Linked DNA regions of Mus musculus: all the other regions are linked to region 1. A link is a contact called in public Hi-C, HiChIP or PLAC-seq, capture Hi-C and promoter capture Hi-C data. All regions are on one chromosome and are shown on one strand. The core of a region is the stretch at or near the end of the contact, and the rest is flanking DNA. Distances in the headings are between cores, read along the strand shown.

Region 1 (2,761 bases), core at 108-2,607:
CCAGTCTTCTGCCTGTTAAACATAGAGCGCTCACACCCCAGTGTGGCATCAGATAGTCAAGAACTGCCCTGTCCTGATTATCCATCCCCACCAAGGGTGGCTCATAACCCCGTCCATGTTGGTGTAGAGCACACTCAAGTGCAAGTAACTTGGTGATCCCCTAGATATATCAGACTGAAAATGGTAAATGACTAGGGTAAATGTATAAGGAGAGCTAGCGAGTTCATGTGAGAAAGCTGTCTGGAAGAGCAGAGTTAGGAGTGGGGTGTGGAAGAAGAAACCCAATAGTGCATGAAACAGAATGACAAGTACTTCTCTATGGCCATTCTGAGGAGGGTGGACAAATTGTGAGCGCAGCGAACAGCTTTTTTTCTTTTTGGCTGGGTACAAAGAACTGGAATAGATAGAATGGAGGCAGGTTCAAGAGGCAGGCTGGGTGATCCCATTTCTAAGAGGAACTGGGGCCTTCTGGAAGGCACACTGACATGTGTTAGATGGCACTTGTGCACAATTTTCTGGATAGGTGTGCAGTTGTGTGTGTGTGTGTGTGTGTGTGTGTGTAGGGGCATACATATCCAAGTAGCTTTGTGCCATGTGGCTTTATGCCCCAGGCTCCTGTCTTTCCATCTGTGTGCGACTGGCATTCAGCTATGTCTGAGCGTGTTTGTTCATTTGTGTATTTCCACGTGGTCGTGTGTGAGTAATATTTCCATTGCTTTCTGAGTATTTCATTTGGCTACATGCGGCGGAAGGCATCGTGAGAAGTGAATTCACAGGCGATGTGTGCCTGAGTGTGCGTGCTGGTGTCTGCAGGAGCAGCGGGGCTGGAATGGAGCCTTCTTTCTCTCTCTCTCCACTGGCTCCATCTGCCCTCTCTGAGGTCGTGACAAGGAGGCAGACAGCAAAACTGGCAAACAGTTACAGCTAGGAAGACCAGAAGTATTGCAAGCCCGGCTCAGACTATCACTGCTGGGGAGAAATAGCCAGAGGGAGACCGACATGACAATAGCGCGCACAGATGCTGCGTGGACGCGCTTCCCGGGGCAGGTGCGCTCATGCGCGTAGGCCTTCACTAGCATCAGGGCCTTGGGCGCACCGGTCCTACTCTGGCTCCTGGCTTTCCTTCCCCTGGCTATGACCAGATCTCCATCGCCTCCAAATGCCTGTCCCAGTTTGGGGCGCTGCGGCTGGGGAAGCAGACATCGACTTCGGAGCCAATCGCGGGACGTCTGCAGCCTCCTGGGGTGGTGGAAGAGATGCGTGCGGGGGCGTCCTCACCCTCGCTCCCTCCCCAGCTCGGCCGCCTCCTACCCACCCCCTTCCGGCCCGCGGCAGTTTCCGAAATCGCCCGGCGGCCGCGAATTCATTAGCGGGGGGCGGATGTAAACGCAGAGCGGTGGAACGTTTTAATTAGGCCTGAACAATAAACAAGCTAAACGAGGCGCACAGGGCTCCCTGGCGGGCCCTCAGCCTCCTCCGCGCCGCGCGGACTCATTACGGCTGCAGCCAATTTCATGCCAGCGCCGGGCGCGCGCGGCCCGGGCTGGGAGGGCGCGCGGGGGCGGCCGAGACACTCTGCCCTGGAGCTGAGCGCTGGGCGCTTGTCGGCTTCTCAGGGCCGCTGCTCACTCCACCCCGCCTGGCTCGGTGTCCTTGAGCTGAAGGTCTCCGCCCGCACCCGCCTGCTCTTTAGGGTCTGCCCTCCTCTGCGCGCGGGCCTCGTCCCACAGCTCAGAGGAGGGGTTCTGCTCTCGCCCTCCCCTTGCCTCGAACCCACACCCTGTCTGCCGCAGTCTCCCCATCTTCTCTACAGGATCTCTCTTCCCCGCGGGTCCCTTTTCATACATCGACGAGGACTGTTGGACGCAGTCATCCGCCCTTAGTGGGCCCTGTGGCCTGATGCCTCGGTCTCGCTCCGGGTATTCGCCATTTCTCTGCCCGCTGATGTAGCAGCCTGCCAGCCTCCCTCCCGCCCTCGTCTCCTGCCAGGGTTCCTCCCAAGGCACTTAGACCCGAAGGTTTAGGTGCGGCTTTGTCCTTAGCCATTAACAAGGCTGTTCTGGACTTAAGAACCGACCGAGTGGTTTAGCTTTCTTTCTCTTCCCCACCTTTTAGCTAAACTGCAAGCATATTTTGCAGGCGCGTAAGTCTTAGCCAAGATTCCTCAGGCTGGCTATTGATGACCTTAGGTCTTGCCTTGTCCCTCACGTGTGGCCTCTTACCTGGCCTTGATACCCTGTGAAGGGTGGGAAGTAATTTTAGTGCTTTGTGAGACAGTTGTGAGAAATAGCGCGGGGGATGATGAAGGTAGCGACCTTGGCACCTAGTATTCACTCAATCAATATTAGCCCTCTTTAGTCTCCGTGTTCCTCCTCAGTCTGCTCCTGTCTCTGTAACCTAAAATTCTGAGCAAAGGACTGGTAAACTCAGATGTAATAGGCCTCAAGGGAATTTCACATGAGCAACTGAACACCTGCACCAAAGCTCCGATTGGACGGACTCACAGAACAAAGGACACAACGCAGATCAGTACACAGGACTGAGCAAATTAAAACCCAGAGGCCAACGAGAGGTACTGTGGCACATACTTTTAATCCCAGGACTCCGGAGGCAGAGGCACGCAACACTCTATGGTTTCTAGGGCAGGGAGTTACACACAGGCTAGCCAAAGCTACATAGTAAGACCCTGTCTCAAAACAAAACAAAACAAAACAAAAAACCAAACCAAACAACAATAATAAAACAAAACAAAACAAAACAA
Region 2 (2,761 bases), core at 150-2,649, 230 kb after region 1:
TGAGATGTCTCGCCGGCAGTGGGGGCTTAGGCTCAGCCCAGCTAATCCGCTGTGGTCTCTCTGGGACCTCACCCCAGCAGTCGGCCTTGCTTCGGCTCACTTGCTGGAAGATGCAGCCCTTCTTGAGAACAGGTGACGTGAAGGCGGCAAACGGGGATAGGGGAAGTATAAATGGGAAGACTAGCGCACAGAGCTTTGTGTGGGTCCTTGCTGGGGACGAGGTTAGCCCAAGTGTAGCTCAGCGGATGGCTGGACTCCGAAGGGTGTCCGGGCAGGGCACAAGAGCAGGGACAAGGTGGATTGTGTGTGAACATCGACCACAGACTGAGTAGAGTGGACTCCTGGTCTGTGGTCAGCGGCGAGCCAGGCAACCGGATGTTGAGTCTGTAGGAAGGACCTTGAGGTCTGTTGGGTGTTTGGGCTGCCGGGGGCGCGGCAACCAGGGGTATTGAGGGAGTGTGTTGTGCGCGGGGCGCGGCGGTCAGCTTGGGCGAGGCTGTAGGCCCCGCACATCTCTGCGGCTGATGGGCTGTGTCCGGGAAGACTAAACTAGGGTCGAACCAATGATTAGAGCATGAAAATAAATGCAGTTATGTGTTCCCACCTCCCCGTATACGCAGTTCTTTTTTTCTTTTCTTTCTTTCTTTTCTTTTTTTTTTCCTTTCGGAGATACCTGGATATGGTCCAGAGCAGGTTGTCCGCGGGAGGGCCCCGCGAGCGGCAGCGTGCGAGGGAGGGAGGGAGGGCGAAGGAGGGAGGGAGGGAAGGAGGGCGGGTGGCGGCGGCTGCGGTGGCCAGGGCTTCCCTCCCTGGGCGGGAGGCTGCTGCCCTGCCTCTGTGGCCGTGGGGAGCCAAGAAGCAGGTAAAGGAGGCTTTCTGAGGCGGTATTGCACCAAGCCCAAGGTACCAAGTCTTCCGGGCCTCTGCTTAAGGTTCTGGCGGGAGAGAAGGTAGGGAGATCGGCGCCCACCAGGCCTGGAAAGGAGGCCTCGGGATGTTCAACCTGTGTATGATTTCAGTCTCACACTCATGTTGTGGTCTGTCTGCATTGGGAGACGCCGCTTGCCTGTCTGTCTGAGACTTCCCAAACCCGGGCACTCCTTCCAAAGGCTCAGAAAAATTCGTCGTCGGAATGTGTACTTTCATTCATTGGATTCTCTGAAACTCGGCAGGGCTGGCTACGACAACCCAGGTTGGGAGGGAGCATTCTTCCTCTTTTCTGGATGTGTAGTCCTTTGGCTCCTTGGTCACAGGCTGAGTTTTCCGGTTCTAGGTTCGCGGGTCGCCCTGATGTTTGAAGCTAGACAGCTCCAGTCGGTTAGGGAGGGCGGGGAGGGACCCGCGGCTGTGGCTCCTTAATTGTACTTCGAGCCCTTATTGTCTCTCCTTTCGCCACCTCCGCTTCCTCAGTCTGGGCTCCAAAGTCACTGCAAATTTCCTTGCGATACATACATCACACAAAAGATCAGGTAACAACGCGCTCAGAGCCATTGAATCAGAGCACAGGGCAACCCTGGTTCTGGGGAGGCTACCTCTCCAGTCACTCCCCAGGCTGGAAAAACAGACTGTGTTGGGGGAGCCGGAAATAACCCCGTTTGCTGCGGAGCGGCAGGGCGGGGGCGCCGGCGCAAAGGCAGGCCGGGCAGGCCATGGCGTTGAGAGGGCCACGTTCACAGGCCCTGGGGGTTTCACGCTTGCGGAGCTTGGGGGCCTGGCTCTTGGTGTGGTGGCAGGGATCCCAGATACCCACCTTGGGTGGGGGTAGCACGCAGTTCTCCTCGCAGCAAGCAGGAGAACTCAGTTTCTGCTTCCAGCTCAGGCCTTAGCTAGGAGGAGTTGTGTGTGGGTGTGTTTTTCCCAACAAAGAGGGATCAGGAGAGATGGGGGGGGAACTAGAAGGGAACCAGGGAGGGGGGCGGGGAAGGCGAGAGGGCAGCGGAGGGACGAAATGAGCCCATTTCAGGGGGAGAAGGAAAATGAAAGCAAACGGAGTAGGGCCTCCTCGGTTCAGGGAGGGTGCTGAGGAGCAGAGAGCGGGCTCTCTGCCTGCGGCGGCCGGGATGGCCCGCTGGGGGCACAGAAGAAAGCCTGTTTTAAATTTAATCCGAACTTGACGGTGTGGATTGAACCGGAGGGAATTTAAATCATTAAAAGGGAGACACGCGGTAGGGGGAGGGAGGAGGATGACTCTAACCTATCTGTTTGTCTGTCCTTCCCACAGTGCTAGCTTGGCTGTTTTCTCAGTTGCCCAGGTTTGAGGTGATAGAGGTTTGCCCATCCCCCTTCAGGGGACTCCTCTCCTGTGCCCACTGGAATCTGTTGGGGGTGTAAGGTGAATACAGAATAGTCAGCTAGAACTGGGCTTTCTTCCTCCCTTTCCAGCAGTGACTCCCAGTTTCCTCAAGTCTCTCAGGTTGCCCCATTGATGCTAAGAACAATTGAAAGGAGTTGGGTAAATGAGAGAAAGTCTTAGAATAAAATAGGAGATTCAGTGGGAGTAACTGAATCCCCAAGATGAGACCTTGCTTCTTCGCATCCATGTCTTTGCCCTCCATATCTACAAGCCTAGATTTAGGGAAAACTTGAAAGTCCACTTCACAGTCCTGACCTGCTAGCTTTTAAATGTGAAACATGAGAGTCACAACCTATATGAAGGACCTGGGCCTAGTGTCCTCTGGACTCCCAGTCTCTTATCAGACCCCTTCCTTTAGGCTACCTCTTTCTAGGAGGCATAATAGAATGGGACATTGGTAAGGAGGGG
Region 3 (2,761 bases), core at 158-2,657, 220 kb before region 1:
TGCCTAGTGGAACTGTCCACCCAGCCAGCCACTGTGTGTTATGGTTCTGCAACCACCAGGGAGGCAGCCCGAGGTGATGCTGCTCACCGCGCCCTACAGTACCTCAGGATCATGGCGGGTAGCAAGTAGCATCCCACTGCAGTGATGGATATGCATCTTTTACTTCTTGCTCCTTCTGCCCCTGGGTCCATGTATCCACCTAGCTCTGGTACCCTCCAGAGGTGCCATCTCTACCTCTGACACAGCCTGTCTGCCTTGAGACTGAGGAAGGCACAGGCAAGCAAGGAGCCATGAACCACAGGGCCCCAGCCAGCACAGGATTTGTCCTCATTCCGTGGGTGATGGATGAATCTATTGGAGTCCTGAATAAATGCTGCTCTTTGGCTTCCAAAACCCTGCTCTCTCTGGCCTTGGGTCATGAGGGTATAAGGAATAAACATGGTGAGCTTGTTCTCCTTTTGAACCCCTTGTTCTTTTTTGTTACCGAGAGGAGGCAAGGTGCAGTAGTAGCCTTGGGGATCCTTAACAACAGAATGGCTAGAGACTGAGTGGAGGTGAAGGGGGGCTACAGCTATTGCCCTTGGGCTCCCACCTGCTCCCTGACAGTCTTGTCCAAACACAGGGATTCTGAAGCCAGCCGGACCATTTTTATTTGGGGGCACACAGGGAACATGGGGAAGTGGTTTTGCATGCAGGCATCACAGCTGACGATGCTACTTCTTCCCAAAGCGCTGAGGAGCGGCCAGGCTCCAGAACTGTCTGGCCTGCGGATTTAGCTGTTCCTTGCTCCAGGACCCCCATGCACTTCTGCCAAACCTTAGGAGAGATTCATCCTTAGTTGGCACTCCCTCCATCTCACCTTCTCTCACATCTTCCTCTGCCCTCCACCCTTCTCAGCCTCTTCCCTTTGGAACTCACCTCTGGGGCTGAAACAGGAAGGCTGGGCTCCTTCTAGGTGTGTCCATGGCCTGGAGCAGAACACGAAAGAGGGACCCAGGAGTCTGGATCCTGTCTGGAATGTGGGCATACTGTGGTGGGTGGGGTCCCTTATCTTCTCCCTGTGATGAGAGAGTGGCAGGGAAGGAACCTGGCAGTGTCTTGTACACTGAAGACATGGAGGGAAAGAATGGCTTCTAGGGGAAACTTGCGTGGGCTGAGAAGCCATTTCCCTCCCTTAGAAGCCAGACTTTTTGAAGACCTTAGCAGCCTGGGGAACACCAAACCCTGTATCATAAGTTTCAGCTGAAGGAGAGATGGCGGCTGGGTGGATGGGGCAGCAGGATGTTCACTCACTGCAAAGACTTGGTCTTCACCCCAGCTCCCTGCCTCTTCAGTGTGGCCCCAATTCAGCAGCAGCAGTAGCAGCAGCAGCAGAGCAGCCCACTTGGAGTCCATGCTGCCATCTGCCTCCTGAGTGCCCACGGTCTTCTTATACCTGATGTCCCTACCCCCACCTCACCGGCAGCCTGGGGGGAAATCTAGACAAGCAATGGAAATGCATGGCTCTATTAAGAGCCACCTGGGACCCCCCCTCCCGTACTCCCCTGGGGACTCTCTGCTCTTAGCTTCCTCCCCCCCAGCCTAAGCCTGGAGTTATATAGACTTTATTAGATGCATAAATCTTGTCTCCGGAGCTCAGGAAGCATCATTAATTGCAGACAGTTTGTCAGAGTTAGACCCTGGGGGAACCTTAGAAGAACCTCCAATCCTTCAACAGATTGGAGAAGCTTCAATTGATCACCTCTTGTTCCTGACTGGAGAAACTCCTGTCAGAATTGGGCATTATGTCCTGGATGGGAAGGAACTAGTGTTAAGTGCAGGCTAGGGTGAACCAGCTTGGTCCCTACTCCTGCCTGGAATGGGTGATCAGGACCACAGCCCCATTTCAATCCCCACTGCTTCTAGTCAGGTTAAATGTGGGTTCACTACCCTTTAAGATTTACCTGTGAATAGTTAAGTGAGAGATAGGAGACTCTTTTTGGAGCCTTACTGAGTAGAGGTGGCCTGTAAATTTTGTGGACAGGCCCATCTTTGCAAGAGAACTGGGGATTGGGCCTCCACAGCTGAAACTCTGCTGCCACCTTGTGGCCACTACTCTTCACTGCCACGTCCAGCCATTTCCCTTTCCATACATTTTGTCTAGGACTTGAGGACCTAGTTCTTTGGGGCCCAGAATTGTGACATTTTTCCAGTTCCGTCTGGTCAGCATGGGCTCTGCCTGGTTCTGGTTCTAATATACTACTGGAGCTGGCGACTAGGGTTCTGCTTTAGGGACAGACAATCACTCCAGTTCAGGGAAGGGTCCTTTAAAGGAGCTAGTCCTAACCTCACTTGCAAATCCAGGTGTCAGAGTACCATGTCTCTAGCCTAAACAGAAGAAGGACTGTCGGGGTTCTACCCCATGAGCAAAGCAAGCTGCTCACACTCTTTTTTTCCTCACTTACATATGGGAACAGTAAAATGAATTACTTGCTAGGAGAAACATTTGGGATGCATTTTGTAGGAAAGCACAGACCCGGTGTTTTCAAAATGTCAACTGTGATTCCCTTTGCTGTCCTCCCACTCCAGTCCTGGGGAACTTACCATCTCCAGAGAGTGCTGAGTGGGCTTTAGCTTCTTGGTGGCCTCTACCAGAGGTCCTAGCTTGTTCAATGGAGTCTCAGGTTATCTCTCAGTCATATGTAAAAGCCCCTCACATATTTGGAGAAATACCATGTATCCACATCTTCTTTGCTCAACAGGGAAGTACTTTATTGGAACC
Region 4 (2,761 bases), core at 136-2,635, 200 kb before region 1:
CTGGTGAGATGGCCAGCGGTTAAGAGCACTGACTGCTTTTCCAGAGGTCATGAGTCTAAATCCCAGCAACCACATGGTGGCTCACAACCATCCATAATGAGAAACAAACAAACAAACAAAAAAATAAGTTATGGGATCCCATGGGACTACAGTTATAGACAGTAGTGAGCTGCCATGCTGGGAACTGAACTCAGGTCCTTTGGACGAACAGCCAGTGCTCTTAACTGCTGAGCCATCTCTCCAGTCCCAGTATCAATATATTCTTTTTTTCCCTAAGATTTATTTATTTATGTATGAGTACCAGAAGAGAGCATCAGACTACATTATTGATGGTTATGAGCCACCATGTGGTTGCTGTGAAATTGAACTCAGGACCTCTGCAGTTCAATTCAAATCTGAAGAGCAGATCTGAACTGCTAAGTCATTTCTCTAGCCCCTAATATATTCTTATGAGTCTTATGCCATAAACTCTAATCCGGTGACTGATAACTTTTTTTTTTAAAGATTGTTTTTTTTTTAAATTTATTTATTTATTATATGTAAGTACACTGTAACTGTCTTCAGACACTCCAGAAGAGGGCATCAGATTTCATTACAGATGGCTGTGAGACACCATGTGGTTGCTGGGATTTGAACTCAGGACCTTTGGAAGAGCAGTCGGCACTCTTAACCACTGAGCCATCTCATCAGCCCCGTGATAACTTTTTTGTTATGACTTAACAGATAAGCAGGAGATACAGAGGCCTCTTCTGCAAAAGCTCTGCATAATTCAAGCTGTTTGCATTTATGCCTAACATGAAGGTAGATAATGAATAGTTTGTTTTGCTGTAGTCAATCTACCAAATAGCTGGTTACCCCAAAAGCTAAATTTATTCTTTTCCCATCTCATGATTCTTGAAAAACAGATATAACATAAAGAGTAGGGGCAGCACACCTGCAGTGCTCGTCCAAGGGCACAACTGACCTGTGGCTGGGCAGGGGATGGGGCATCTGGGTGCTGGATGAGGATCTGGTTTTGCTCTGGACGGGCAGTCACCATGGTGCTTGCAGTACCCACCACCATTCCACAACCTCCATTGATTGAAGAAACTTGATGGGTCAGCGTGGCTTTTAGTCTCTATGTGGAAAGATTATTTAAGAAGGCAAGAGTGAGGTTCTGTCAAGGATAGGAAGGATGAACTGATTGTATTACTGATCTTATAATTAAAATTCTTGCCCCAAGTTTTTCTTAACAGGGAACTAAAAGAAAATGACAGGAAGAGAAAAGTGCCCACCTGGATCCCTGAAATGCCTACTCTTGTTCCCTGACTATTATCCTGGGCACAGCTGGGGACTGGGGCTTGTGGAAGCAATAGGTCCCACATGAAAGCTCTCTCCTGGAACCTGGCCAGATGCTAGTTACGCAGCTATTCACCACTTGGCCAGCTCCCCTGCCCACTCACCCCCTCCATCTGTTGTCCTGGAACTGAAATAGCAAGTGTTCCATTCCAAACAATCTGTGCTGCTTCTTCCTGTGCCATGGCCTGTGCCAGGCTGTAAGGGTGGGGACAGGAGACTTAGAAATCAGGGTCTTTTCCAACCCCACAGCAGAATATCTTTAGCTATGCAAACCTCAGAAGGTTCCTTTGCTTGGTTCACTTGAAAAATCTAGACTGTTATTACTTCTTCTAGAAGGCCAACAATTAGAAGTACTCCAGACTAGGGTATACTCACCATTTTGGCTTCTGACGGCATAGGGTGGCCAGAGGGAGAAATGGAGCCACTGTTGTTAACCGGTGGGCCAGGTATACCAGGAATGTTGGGCACCATGGACACAGGTCTGGCCAGCTAAATCAAGAGAAGGATCAAAACCAGGAGATATGGTAGCATTTGTTTTCCCCAAATCAAGTGTTTTTGAGATTGGTATGTCAGGGTCTGTTCTGTGTAACCTGCTCACAAGACAAGCAGGGATAGCCTGGGAAATCATCTTTCCTAAGGAGTACCACAGAGTAAGGAACCTCATTCTGCAGTCCTTTTCTGTGGGAAAGACTGAGAGTGTATCTTCAGGAAAGGGGTAAGCAGTGCAGGAGAAGCTATGGGGTGAGTGAAGTCAACCAGTCAGCAGGTTGGCAAGATCAACTCCTTGACTAGGAGCCAACTGTCCAGATGAAGCTTTGTCTAGTGCTTCACAGTGTTGCACTGGCAGAGGTTAGTGAAGAGTTTGGGCACATTGCCACACACAACTAATACAGTCCAGGCCCACATATCCCTGGGGTCTTGGGGTTATGATCATTCAGGTGGAAAGGAGGAATCGGTGTGCTGGTAGGTTTGGCTGCTCAACTACAAAGCTCACCGAAATAACAGAAGGCATCTGTACTGGAGGCCCTGGCAACATAGGCATGGTCTGTCCATTAGCAAGATGCATGACGAGAGGGAGGGAGCCAGTAGGAGATCTGCAGGAGAAATGAAATATCACAATATATTTTTTAAAGGATTTATTTATTTTATATATGAATATATACAAAAACATTGTCTTCAGACACACCAGAAGAGGGCATCATATCCCATTACAGATGGTTAGAGCCACCATGTGGTTGTGGGAATTGAACTCAGGACCTCTGTGTTCTTAACCACTGAGTCATCTCTCCAGCCCCTAAATATCACAGCCTTGACCCTTTGCCTATTGGCCTTCCTTGTACAATCAGAGAATGTTTTTTACAGTCTTCTCATTGGGGACGGTATAGAGTAGCACTATAAAACCTTGACATTCTCTTGAACATGG
Region 5 (2,761 bases), core at 134-2,633, 190 kb after region 1:
TAAAAATCGTCACAATCGTTTTAATATGTATACGTTGTCAAACTGTTTATTCAACCTTGGACAGCTAAAGCTCAAAATAATCAGAGATGGTGAGTGTCTCTTTGCTATAACCCTAATAAAAATGTATTTGAGCTGGTTCTTCTCTTGGTGAGCTGGTCTACCGGTGCCCCAGTTGGGAATCCCAATGTTGACTTGCAGATGTTCATTATAATCAACAGCCAGTGCTAGGTTCCCATCCTTCTCTAGAAGAAGCATCATAAATAAAAATTTGAGTTCTCAACAGGATACTTCTCCGGATTTTCCCCTCACTCTTGTCCCACCTCAGAAGGCAACTCACCCCTGGCCGCTGCTCCATACTGGCCCCACAGTCAGCCTGCAGGTTGTAGGGTAATCTCCTTTGCTGTAGAATATGTAATCATTTGGGCCAGCCAGTTTCTGCTGGGGCTGACAGCCTCCTGTCATAAAGATGAGGAGATTCTTAGAAGCTCCCAGTACCTAGAAGTCACAGCCGAAAAGCAGTTCAAGCCACCCCTAGATTTTCAAGAGCAGGAAAATAGGTCCGCACCAAACTCAGCACCTTCATTTGCTCTTCTCTCTGCCTTCGGTTCTTCCTCTACTGATGGAACCTTAGTGGAGGCTAAGGTTAGTTAGGGGTACAGAAGAGATAGAATGATCAATCCCCCTCTACACCTTTCTCGAGTGAAAGAACCTCAAGTATCTTTTCATACCCCTAGAAGAAAATGCAATGGAGACAACGCAGCAGCGCAGCGCTGGCAGGGCTGAGAGATAGCTGCAGGAAAACCTGTTCTCACCCCCACTTCGCCTCTACTGTAAATAAACCCTGAGCCAAAGGGCTCATCCGTCTCCTTAAACAGCCAGTAAACTTTATATGACACAATATCTAATAGTAATTTATTGGGGAGATATTGTAAATTCCAACGGTTTTAGTTAATAAAGGAGCTAATTAAAGAGGGACGGGCTGTGCTCGGCCAGCTGTTGGTGATAAGATAATACATCTGGGGAGGGGTGCAGGGTGCAGAGGTGTGTATGTGCGGATATTTTTGGTGGCGCTATTTTTTTTTTTTTTTTTTTTTTTTTTTTTTTTGGTTTTGCCCCGCGTCGAGCGATCGCTTCCCCGTCTGCGTTAAGGTTTTATATGACTTTTTAAAAACCAGAATCCTACGAATAAATCTGTTCCTGCCTTTCGCTCCCCCATCTCCACCCAGGATTGGGGAAGGGGGAAGTAGAGTTGGTGCGGGGAATGTGGGTGGGGGGTTCGGTTGTCCCCACCCCTCCCCCTGGCGGTAGCGCCCACGTGAGTAGAGCGGCCAATGGGTGGCTGGTGCAGGTTTAACTATGTTTAATGTCAGATAGCAATAAAGTAGAAGCAGCCGGTCGGGCCCCGCGGAAATGGGCGAGCATAATCTCCTGAATCCTGGGTTTGTGGGGCCGCTGGTGAATATCCACACAGGAGACACCTTCTACTTCCCCAACTTCCGCGCGTCAGGGGCACAACTCCCGGGGCTGCCTTCGCTGTCCTACCCACGCCGCGACAACGTGTGCTCGCTGCCTTGGCCGTCGGCCGAGCCGTGCAATGGCTACCCACAGCCCTATCTCGGCAGTCCCGTGTCTCTCAACCCGCCTTTCGGCCGCACGTGCGAGTTGGCTCGCGTGGAGGATAGCAAGGGTTACTACCGAGAACCCTGCGCTGAGGGCGGCGGCGGGGGCCTAAAGCGGGAGGAGCGCGGGCGCGAACCCGGAGCGGGACCCGGGGCAGCGCTACTGCAGCTGGAGCCGTCGGGGCCACCTGCGCTCGGCTTCAAGTACGACTACACGGCGAGCGGCGGCGGTGGCGACGGCAGCACGGGACCCCCCCACGATCCACCCTCGTGCCAGTCACTGGAATCCGACTCCAGTTCGTCCCTACTCAACGAGGGCAATAAGAGCGCCAGCGCTGGTGACCCTGGCTCTCTGGTTTCGCCGTTGAACCCAGGCGGCGGGCTCTCAGCCAGCGGTAAGGACCCCAGCCCACTTGTGATGCTTACTCTGACAGGACGTCTTGCTAGTTTAGGCAGGGGAGGCCTGAGCTGGAACTGCCTAGGGTGACAGAATGTGTTGTGAGCTAGGGCTTCTTTTAAAAAGAAGTGTGTGTGTGGGGGGGGGACCCTATAAACATGTAAATATCCCCATAAAAGACCTGGAGAGATTTCCTTTTTCCGCTCCTAGTGGCTGTAGGGGTCAGGGAGCTCCAGAGTACAGGGATTCTGACGGGGACTTCCCCAAGCCTAAGAGTAAAGAGGTGGAGAAGGAGATTCCATTCCTATTTTTCAGGTTGCCTTTCCTTCTGCTTAGCCATAGGCCCCCGTTTCTCACAGTTCTTATTTTAAGAAACGCAATCAACATGATTTACTCTTCACCACCCGCCCACAACTTTCCTAACTGATGGGATCTGTAGTTCCAGAAGTTGTAAGGGTCAGGAAAATTTAATAATAATAATGATAATGATGGTGGTACTGGTGGGGGTGGGGGTGGGAGTAGTAGTAGTAGTAATAATAATAATAATAATAATAAAAGATAGTTTGGAAGAATTGAGGTAGGAACATAAAAAGATGTGTATACTACTATGGAAGGTAGTGTTGAGGCATAGAGTGAAAACAGGATGTTTTGGTGATGGTTTGGTGAGGATGGTCTGGGTAAACATTTTCAGGATGAGAAGCGAAAGGAATGACCTGGTCTGGGTGTGGGGCTAGGGTGAAAGGGT
Region 6 (2,761 bases), core at 132-2,631, 160 kb before region 1:
GTGGGGGATAGATGAGGACTCTACTTCCTACTTAATTTTGTATGAACCTAAAATTGTCTTTAAATTTTTTATTAATAGGGCTGAAGATTTAGCTCAGTTGGTACAGTGCTTGCCTGGAAAGCAGGGGGCCCTATGTTCAATTTCCAGAACATCATAAACTGAGCATGGTGTCTAACACCTGTTATCCTTTTTTTGTTTTTGTTGTTTTGTTTGTTTCTGAGACAGAATTTTTTTTTTCTGTGTAGCTTTGGGCATTCTGAAACATAGTCTGTAGACCAGACAGGCCTTGCCTCCTGTAAATCAGATTGCCTCTGTCTGTAATTAAATCAGACTGCCTCTGCCTCTGCCTCCCTGTGCAGGGACTAAAGGTGTGGGTACTGTATATTTATGTACCCTGCCTCAACAAGGTGAGGTCTCTCCAAACTGTCCTCTGATCTTCATAAACATACAATGGCATGTATGCACCACACTTACATCATACACCTCCAAAATATGATATTATTTATTTATATATATAATATATATTTTAAAACACCCAAGCTCCTGCCGTGTGCGATAGGACACACCTGCAACCCCAACACTAGAGGGACCAAGGACAAAGTCTCATTGTGAATCTGAGATGAGCCTGGGCTACCTGGGCTACAGGAAACCCTATCTTAAAAATAAGGAGGACAACAATAGGAAGGAAGAAAGAGCACATATACAAAAATGCTCTAAAAAATAAAGTCTATTAATTTAAAAAAAGGAAACACTGTTTAGTAATGTTCACCCAGGACAGGGGCTAATAAGAACCACGATAAGAAGAATGCAAAAAAAAAAAAAAAAAAAGAAAGAAAGAAAGAAAGAAAGAAAGAAAGAAAGAAAGAAAGAAAGAAAAGAAAGAAGGACATAGAAGAGATGAGAAGAAAGGAAAAGAAAAACTATAGCTTGTTCTCAACCCACAGAGGACAAGGAGGGAAACTTGAAGAAAGGAGGATGTGACACTGGCCCTTTCACAATGAAGTCTTATGGTGATTGGTGGGTAAACATCAAAAGCTATCTCCCTCAGAGGTAGAAAAGCCAAGAGGCTTACACGGGACACAGATCCTCAGCAGAACAATCACCACCATTAAGCCTTTGGCATCACCAATGCCTTTCCATGTGGCTAAGGAATCAGCTTGGCACTGTAATTTGTGCTGGTGCCAATCTCTATGGTAGATTGAGCTATTTTTTCAGGAAAGTCAAGGGATAATTGCTTAGTATCAAAAGATTTGGCCCTCGGGAAGATAAGGAGCTGTTTCTTTTGCCCCAGGACAAATTTTTTCTAGAACAGTATTCATGGCTCTTCAAGACACTGCGTCTTTCATAAGCAGAGCTGCAATTCTGACTGCCAATCTGCTGAATACCAAATGGAGTGCTTAGCTTTCTACAATGACGCAAAGGACAAAGCAAGGCTAGATTTATTCTGCAGTGCCACTCGGAGATTTTCAAAGGTAAAAAGGAAAAACTCTTTCCTTAAATTACAGGGAATTACAAATTCTGTCTGGGATGTAAAAGACAGCTATGCTCGCTCAAAATCTGGCATCATGGATGTGAACAAGATTTAAAAGCCAGAATGGTGGCTGGCAATTTGAACATTTAGAACAGAAGTTGGTTCAGTACTTCAATCTGCCCGCAGAGTCAGCAGCCACACAAAGCACATGGAGATGCCAGACTGGAAACGAGCTAATTTCACAAAGCTCATTCTCATTCTGTCTGTACTTCACACGATCGCTAGAAATCCAGATTCTTACCCATGCATCTTAGATGCTATCTTAAATAGCAAATTTTGTTGTACAAAGAAATTTCAAAAGCAAACCACAAAGATATTGTCTCAAATCTTTTCCCTCATGGTATTTCCCTTCTTAAAATCTCATCCCCCTTCTTAAAATCTTATCTATAAACATGATAATTTTGAGAAAATTAAAAGGCAAAATGTCATTAAAATAAGGTATTAACATTTTCCCTCATAGTTTGTATCATCTCTTCAGGATGAGAATTCAAAAGAAAAGCTTTCCTTCAAACATCCTTACTAAAAAAATAAGAGCCACGTGCTACAGTTTAAAGGACAGTATACCTCGTTGGTTAAACAGATTCAACAATTAAAAGAGGAAAGAAAATGAGGCTTGAAAGGGAAGATACTCAATTTTTGGTGAAAAATGTTTTGATTATCTATAGCAAACAAAGAAAAAGGGAACCATAAACGTAGTAGTAATGAAGCCCATTTTATTTCGTAAATGTGCATAACTGTGCTGAGTCCTGTAACAGGTACAGAAGCAAAGGGACCAGTAAGAGTGAAATGCTATGAAAAAACAGGACAGAATTTCCCCCAACAAAATACAAACCCTTTCCATAAAAATTTATGAAATGAGAACAAAAATAAAGATGTTTGTTTTATAAATAATATTAGGAAAACAATAAATGTCTTAAGTTTAAGGCCTGAAACTGAGTTACATTTCTAATACCGGTCATTGTAACTCATTTAAAAAGGTTTGTTATTTGCTAAAATCTCAACTAAGCTCAAACCCAGGATTTAACCAAAGTACTTCTGAAGGAGCTTTTCTCAAAATATCAGAAGTTCAATTTATAAATACATAGTATGCTATTGAAGTTACCCGCTGAAAAGCTTAATTCAGCCTGATTACAATCCTGTGAGCAGAATGTTGACATTTTCTTTCTTAAGAAAAATCTTCCAGAAAGCACCTCACATTTGGTCATAATGCAGTTTATTGACATTTCTTTT

What was found. Promoter capture Hi-C pulls out the DNA fragments that hold promoters and counts their contacts. Hi-C and Micro-C count contacts between places; a contact is called where the count stands out from the background. HiChIP or PLAC-seq counts read pairs in DNA pulled down with a chosen protein or histone mark. Capture Hi-C pulls out chosen DNA fragments and counts their contacts.
Region 2: a promoter capture Hi-C map of embryonic stem cells shows a contact between it and region 1, with 15 read pairs. The contact joins the promoter of Hoxc9 here to the promoter of Cistr in region 1. A contact is called at or near these places in 28 of 39 promoter capture datasets (the 3T3-L1 cell line, 3T3-L1-derived adipocytes, the C10 cell line and 15 more), 5 of 15 datasets of contacts at CTCF or cohesin (the NIH/3T3 cell line, embryonic stem cells, pro-B cells and 1 more), 91 of 484 Hi-C or Micro-C datasets (the 3T3-L1 cell line, 3T3-L1-derived adipocytes, the AML12 cell line and 47 more), 28 of 115 datasets of contacts at active chromatin or transcription factors (the NIH/3T3 cell line, SST interneurons, astrocytes and 17 more) and 3 of 9 other capture datasets (adipose tissue, macrophages and pancreatic islet).
Region 3: an H3K27ac HiChIP or PLAC-seq map of microglia shows a contact between it and region 1, with 5 times the contacts expected there. The contact joins the promoter of Npff here to the promoter of Cistr in region 1. A contact is called at or near these places in 13 of 39 promoter capture datasets (the 3T3-L1 cell line, 3T3-L1-derived adipocytes, the C10 cell line and 8 more), 2 of 15 datasets of contacts at CTCF or cohesin (the NIH/3T3 cell line and embryonic stem cells), 11 of 484 Hi-C or Micro-C datasets (the G1E-ER4 cell line, the HL-1 cell line, Th1 cells and 6 more) and 8 of 115 datasets of contacts at active chromatin or transcription factors (the 230-238 cell line, the SCID.adh cell line, embryonic forebrain and 3 more).
Region 4: a contact with region 1 is called in a Hi-C map of cerebellum, with 1.9 times the contacts expected there. The contact joins the enhancer-like site here to the promoter of Cistr in region 1. A contact is called at or near these places in 2 of 15 datasets of contacts at CTCF or cohesin (the NIH/3T3 cell line and embryonic stem cells), 13 of 484 Hi-C or Micro-C datasets (the Ba/F3 cell line, the G1E-ER4 cell line, the N1E-115 cell line and 8 more) and 1 of 115 datasets of contacts at active chromatin or transcription factors (embryonic forebrain).
Region 5: a capture Hi-C map of embryonic stem cells shows a contact between it and region 1, with 4 times the contacts expected there. The contact joins the promoter of Hoxc12 here to the promoter of Cistr in region 1. A contact is called at or near these places in 15 of 39 promoter capture datasets (the 3T3-L1 cell line, the C10 cell line, the HPC-7 cell line and 11 more), 2 of 15 datasets of contacts at CTCF or cohesin (the NIH/3T3 cell line and stem cell-derived epiblast-like cells), 20 of 484 Hi-C or Micro-C datasets (the C2C12 cell line, the F1.1 cell line, differentiating embryonic stem cells and 8 more), 23 of 115 datasets of contacts at active chromatin or transcription factors (astrocytes, craniofacial prominence, differentiating embryonic stem cells and 11 more) and 2 of 9 other capture datasets (adipose tissue and embryonic stem cells).
Region 6: a contact with region 1 is called in an H3K4me3 HiChIP or PLAC-seq map of embryonic forebrain, with 4 times the contacts expected there. The contact joins the enhancer-like site here to the promoter of Cistr in region 1. A contact is called at or near these places in 1 of 15 datasets of contacts at CTCF or cohesin (the NIH/3T3 cell line), 8 of 484 Hi-C or Micro-C datasets (the C3H10T1/2 cell line, beige adipocytes, cerebellum and 4 more) and 2 of 115 datasets of contacts at active chromatin or transcription factors (astrocytes and embryonic forebrain).

The regions. Positions count from the first base shown.
Region 1 is chr15:102,745,552-102,748,312 of GRCm38.p6, forward strand. Cistr (chondrogenesis associated transcript) reads right to left here and starts at 1,358. Exons shown (of 1, transcript NR_104334.1): 1 at 890-1,358. It also overlaps a transcript of Gm36560 not described here.
Region 2 is chr15:102,975,633-102,978,393 of GRCm38.p6, forward strand. Hoxc9 (homeobox C9) reads left to right here and starts at 1,400. Exons shown (of 3, transcript NM_008272.3): 1 at 1,400-1,469.
Region 3 is chr15:102,523,214-102,525,974 of GRCm38.p6, forward strand. Npff (neuropeptide FF-amide peptide precursor) reads right to left here and starts at 1,408. Exons shown (of 3, transcript NM_018787.1): 1 at 1,294-1,408; 2 at 919-1,058; 3 at 626-816. The coding sequence starts at 1,395. The coding sequence ends at 714. It overlaps Tarbp2 (TARBP2, RISC loading complex RNA binding subunit), which reads left to right. Exons shown (of 9, transcript NM_009319.3): 9 at 1-463. The coding sequence ends at 129. It also overlaps a transcript of Atf7 not described here.
Region 4 is chr15:102,545,441-102,548,201 of GRCm38.p6, forward strand. It overlaps Atf7 (activating transcription factor 7), which reads right to left. Exons shown (of 12, transcript NM_001310067.1): 7 at 2,333-2,432; 8 at 1,714-1,827; 9 at 965-1,117. Among named protein-coding and RNA genes, the nearest start is that of Npff, 22 kb to the left of the region's middle. Within about 2 kb of position 1,386, at least 45 of the 459 cell types and tissues checked have an H3K27ac peak or open chromatin away from gene starts, as enhancers often do. A contact at or near this core is called in cerebellar granule neurons, cerebellum and cortical neurons, where this site is marked.
Region 5 is chr15:102,935,443-102,938,203 of GRCm38.p6, forward strand. Hoxc12 (homeobox C12) reads left to right here and starts at 1,384. Exons shown (of 2, transcript NM_010463.2): 1 at 1,384-2,014. The coding sequence starts at 1,411.
Region 6 is chr15:102,582,655-102,585,415 of GRCm38.p6, forward strand. All of the region lies in intron 2 of Atf7 (activating transcription factor 7), which reads right to left. Among named protein-coding and RNA genes, the nearest start is that of Atf7, 41 kb to the right of the region's middle. Within about 2 kb of position 1,382, at least 66 of the 459 cell types and tissues checked have an H3K27ac peak or open chromatin away from gene starts, as enhancers often do. A contact at or near this core is called in the C3H10T1/2 cell line, astrocytes, cerebellum and 2 more, where this site is marked.